2 separate regions of the Mus musculus genome follow, and region 1 is linked to region 2. A link is a contact called in public Hi-C data. All regions are on one chromosome and are shown on one strand. Each heading gives the region's core, a stretch centred on a gene start, on an enhancer-like site or on the middle of the called end of the contact. The rest is flanking DNA. Distances are from core to core; before and after follow the strand shown. Region 1 has its middle 130 kb from the start of Rgs1. Region 2 holds the start of Rgs1 (regulator of G-protein signaling 1).

Region 1 (2,700 bases), core at 30-2,529, 130 kb before region 2:
TCCTTTTTCAAGAGTCCCCCTTAGTCTTCATAATCTCAACATCATCTATAACCTTTATTTCTGTGTGTCTGTGTGCATCAATGTGTGTGTTCATCTATGTGTGAGTGTGTGTGACTATGTGTATGCAAATGTGTGTGTGACTATGTGTGTGCAAATGTGTGTGTGAATGTGTGTGGTTGAATGCATGCATACCACAGCAGGCAAATGGAGGTTAGAGGACAGTTTGCCAGAGACAGTTCTCTTGATACACCAAATGGGTCCCAGGGATGAAACTCAAGGCCTTAGGCACTTTTACCCCCTCAGCCATCTCAGTAGCCCAACAGCTTCTGTTAATAGTGCTTATCACTAGCAGTCACAGGCCTCTTTTCTCTATACAACATTGTTTTAGTTAGTATCTGAAGGCATGGGTTTCAATGTGATATTTCCATACCTGACACTGACGACCTGGCAGTAGCCACTTGAAGCTGAATTTGCATCCTTATTCCAGATTCATTCACTATGTGGTATAACTGCATTGATGATGTCAGAGGTGGAAGTTTCAAGTGCATCATTTCACCAGCAATCATAGAAAATCCACCACGGAGCTCCCCACCCCCTTCTTACCCACTCATTGTAAGCATCTCACTCCCTGTGACTTCCACTACCGAGTAAGTCTAAAGTGAAATCTCTGTCCCCACTATACTAACACAGATAAAAGGCTTCACAAGTTTCTGCCACTAAAACACTTTTAAAATGATAGAGGTTATTTGTATTTAAGATTTACTCTCTATCAAGTGGCTTAGCTATACTAACTTGAATCTATCTCTAAAATGTGAACCTCTTTCTGAAATTGTCATACAAAAAATCAAAATACAGCTTGGAAGGTAAATGTCAGAGTGAACAGTTAGTCAATAAATTATTTTATAATTTTAATTTATTGTATAATATTTTACAATTTTTTTCAATATGAAAATTATTTTAGTGTTAGCCCTTTGTTTAATCTGCTTAAGTTACAACACAGTAACAGCATCGATCAGCACTATGTCAATGAGCATTATTGACCAGTGAGAGATTTATAATTTTTAAAACTTTTCAATTTCAAGTAGGCAGATGGGGGAGTACCCACATAGAGGAGAGGAAGAGGAGGGGATATGGGTCTTGTGGAGGGTCTTGGAAGGGGGATAACATCTGAAGTGTAAATAAATAAACAAACAAAAAAAGGCACTGTCTTTTCTTCAAGAACTGGCTTTTGCCTTTGGAATATTTCTTTGGTCTTTGCTCTATCACCACTAGAGGGCAGAAAAGTACAGGAAAAAAATCCATGCTAGAGATTTAAATTCTTTGTAAGTTTTCTCAAACCGCATGGAAATCATGTTTTTTCCAAACACGCTTCCCTCTTTAGCAATCAGTGAAAATAATATCATAAATAAAAGTTAAATATTTAGTATTATATGTCAAATATCAGCTAAAATATAATATATTTAACTTCACAATTTTATAAAAATTATGTTTCCCAATACATAAAATATGAATTATAATGCAAAATCATTCATAATATACACAGGATATTTAACTCATAGTGGAAAATTATGTGAATTATTACAAGAGGGACAGAAGGCAATATGATTGGATGATCCTGTGCTTGGAGATGCAGAGACCAAAGAGACAGGCTTACTTATTAGGTGATAAGGCACATTGGAAGAAAGTTGTAAAAACACCAGAAAACATATCTACAAAAAGCCTACAAATGGGGTTACAAAAAGTGATCCCATACTAGAATATCAATATTTTTCCAATTTTTACACCCCTTCCCCAACCCACCTATAAACGAACAAATAGATAAAACATTAAAACAACGTACAACCAAAGTGTATAACATGCATGCATGAAACTTTCATAATGATTAACACCTATTATTTTATATATTTAATATATTATAATAAACATGCAAACTCACTTTGGAAATCCCACTGGAGTTTTTGAGCATAATGGATCCCAGGTAAAGGCATTTGCCATCAGCTCTGAAAATCTGAGTTTCATTTTTGAGACCCACATGATTCAAGGAGAGAATCAAATCACTAAAACACTCACATTATATACATATACATACATACATATATATATATGTATATATATGTGTGTGTGTATAAGTATATGTACATATACATGCATATATATACATATATGTACAAATATATGTATATGTACATATATATGGAGAGAGAGAAACTAATGTAAATGAGAAGACTTTAAAAGTTTCAATATTTAACTGAGCCAAGCAATTTTCTTCGATTGTCCATTGTTATAATAACAAGTCTTAGAGTATTGTAGTCTGTGAAGGTGGGAGGGTCCCTATATTTTTTTTTATTTAATTCCTCAAGATGACTCTCTTAGAGCATCTTTCAAAATGTCTACTCATGAATTTAGATCTAATGCTTTTATACTTTTTGAGTCTTACTATTTACTAACTTTGTTACTAATGAATGTAGATGGTATGCTTCCATACCTTGCCTATAGTCATCAACTTCCTGAATTATTTTATTAATACTAAATACATATAAAATCTTTTATGTTCTGCATCTGTAATCATCCTTTGCAAATGATATGATTTATTCTGTGCATTTTGCAATTTTATTTCTCTTTCTATGTTTTCCCCATTTCCTGTATTGACATAAAGTGATATGATAGCATCCTAGACATGATCTATAAATGAACAGAGAA
Region 2 (2,700 bases), core at 101-2,600:
AAAAATTAATATGCCTCTCTTTTTTTTAAGTCAAATTTACCTAATTCCACCAAAAGTTTCTATGATAAAGGCTACCCTCTATTGAGAGGCAAAATTCAATCTGCCCAAAGTAAAGTTGGCCATCCTATAAAGTGCCATAGTATGCATCTTGTATAAACTCTGTAAGATGTTATATTGCATTAATATCTCTGCTCTGATACATGATTTTTATCAATGAGTAATGATTTTTGTAATGTAATCATCTCAATTAAAGCTAGATTTTTCCTCTCTGGAGATATTTCAAAAAATTCAATTATTATATCCTAACTAGTACAAATGATTGACTTATTCAAACAAATTCTGAGTTTACTTTGAATTTTCCCTCAGATACTTTATTTTTAAAGATTGGTATCTTTATCATTATGTAAGGTCTGTATGTTAGGTACACTTTTATTCATAGGTTTTCTTTAATTTTACCATGCCATCTTAATTATTGAACACAATTACAGTGACACATCACTTATAGTCTAATTATAGAAGTAGCATTAAAAAACAGAATGCTCCTTAAGGTCATCTTATGTGTCACTGGTAGAATATTTTGTACACACCTTGGAAAATTCTAACAAGAATGTTCCTTGTGATGGAAATGATGGGCAAGATTCCAGACACCACAGTGGTGTAGACAGCCTCCCATAGGTCTCCATCTTACCAGATAGATACAGAGTAGTCAGTATAAAAAAAACATTAATCTTATACTGCTTCATATGGGTGGCAGTGGTGAAGAACTCTTAAAATATTGTGAAGAAGCCAGAAGAAACTAAAGGGGGGGGGCTGTAATCAGAGTATACTATATGACAAGGAAATCTACTTTTAATTTTTAAGAAAGGAGAAAAAACATTGTGATCAGATGATTTTATACTCCAGAACTACCCCAAGCATCAAGGTGAAGGGAGGGATAGGACTCTACTGTTGAATTTCTGCGTGATACAGAAAATATAGCAAATGTAACATTGACCAGAACATATAGTTTTCAAGGGAAAAAAAAAAGAAAGTTTTAACTCAAACTAAAGGCTGATACTTCCTTTCCTCCAGAGATGTGTATGGCCCCCTTCTATATATCTGTGTGTGTCTGTGTGTGTGTGTGTGTGTGTGTGTGTGTGTGTGTGTGTGTTTGTGCATGTGTGTGCATAATTTTGTTCCTGCCTTCCTAATCAAATGACCTGCTCTCATTCAGTTGAGTTTCAACCACAAGACATCCCTGTACACTTTTTTTTCTTCAAGATACACGTCACGACACACCAAGAAAGGAGGAACTTCCGTGCCTGTGGTAACATCACTTGATAAACAGACTCCCTGAACAGCAAGTGCCCTGTCTGCCTTACGCTATATAAAGCAGCAGTCGTAGACTAACAGACACTCACTCGTTTTGAGAAGACCATGAGAGCGGCAGCCATCTCCATGCCAAGGTTGAACAAAATGCCAGGAATGTTCTTTTCTGCTAGCCCAAAGGATTCGAAAGAACACAGCCATTCTCTTCTAGACGACAAAAAGCAGAAAAAAAGGCCAAAGACTTTGTAAGTTCCTTCAGTGTGTCTCTTTGATTATCTTTTATGGCCAAAGGAGTAGGAATAAGTGGACGTGAGTGCTGGCATTTGGTTTATGGAGAGCGGAGCAATTACCTCCTGTGACTTATAAGTGAGAGTCAGTTTTATTGGAAAATAAATCATGTTACCAGAAAGTCTGGGGAAATCTTTCTAGACGTTGTTCATAAAAATGAGTTCTATTTTAACATACTAAAATATTGTGTTAGCTAGTCTTATTATTACCTTCCTCCTCAGATATGTTTGCTTCATGTTCTTTTCATAGATAAGGGGAACTCTTGTAGAGAATTATGAATTTTTGGTGTCTTTTGTAGTGGAATGGACGTGAAAACATACCTGAGATCGATGATCCCACATCTGGAATCTGGGATGAAATCGGCCAAGTCCAAAGACATGTATGTACTGAATATATTGAAATATTCTAAGTGTCTAAGCATCCTAGAAGCTAACTGTTGTCTTCAAATGATACTGATACTTCATGTGTCTAGGCATGCCAGCTTACTCTTGTAATTCCAGTACTTGGAGGTTGAGACAGGGGGATGGGCAGGGGACTTGAGTGAAGCCTTGGACTTTAAAAAGGCATATAAAAATACTGCATGCAATGGAGTTAATTTCTTTTAGGTAACAAGCCAAACAAGATTAGCCCATATTAGAGCCAATGAACATTAATTATTAATATGTCCACATCAGTTTTCTATTTGTGTTTTTCTAATTTATCCACTTAGATTTTAACTGTCTTGACAGATTTTTTTCATAACTATGGTGATTAAAAGGAACTTTATTCATAAAAGTAATAATAGAAGTCATAACAAAAAATTTTAGTTATCAATATGTAGTAGCCATTATTAAATCAAGTGGGATTTCCAAAACTAGTTTATTAATTTAGATTATTTTTGTTAACTGTAGACTTTCTGCTGAAGAAGTAATGCAGTGGTCTCAGTCTCTGGAAAAACTCCTTGCCAACCAGAGTAAGTATTCCTATCTATCCATTGTTTTGGGGTCAGCTTGATAATTTAATAAGTTGGATGGATGATTAATGTATGTTATCAAAGGAAGAAAAGCAAGTATGCAAAAATGAAGTATTTTAGTTCTTGAATCATTCATAATTTCCTCACAATAT

The links. A called contact is a pair of places that touch in the nucleus more often than the background predicts.
Region 1: a contact with region 2 is called in a Hi-C map of bone marrow-derived macrophages, with 34 read pairs. The contact joins the enhancer-like site here to the promoter of Rgs1 in region 2. A contact is called at or near these places in 2 of 39 promoter capture datasets (cancer-associated fibroblasts and macrophages), 4 of 15 datasets of contacts at CTCF or cohesin (CD8 T cells, the G1E-ER4 cell line, large pre-B cells and 1 more), 14 of 484 Hi-C or Micro-C datasets (the C2C12 cell line, the CH12 cell line, the G1E-ER4 cell line and 8 more), 10 of 115 datasets of contacts at active chromatin or transcription factors (the 230-238 cell line, CD8 T cells, the HPC-7 cell line and 7 more) and 4 of 9 other capture datasets (adipose tissue, bone marrow-derived macrophages, liver and 1 more).

What each region holds. Positions count from the first base shown.
Region 1 is chr1:144,378,785-144,381,484 of GRCm38.p6, reverse strand. No RefSeq gene overlaps it. Among named protein-coding and RNA genes, the nearest start is that of Rgs1, 130 kb to the right of the region's middle. Within about 2 kb of position 1,279, at least 3 of the 459 cell types and tissues checked have an H3K27ac peak or open chromatin away from gene starts, as enhancers often do. A contact at or near this core is called in Th17 cells and bone marrow-derived macrophages, where this site is marked.
Region 2 is chr1:144,247,754-144,250,453 of GRCm38.p6, reverse strand. It overlaps Rgs1 (regulator of G-protein signaling 1), which reads left to right and starts at 1,350. Exons shown (of 5, transcript NM_015811.2): 1 at 1,350-1,553; 2 at 1,895-1,975; 3 at 2,487-2,548. The coding sequence starts at 1,417.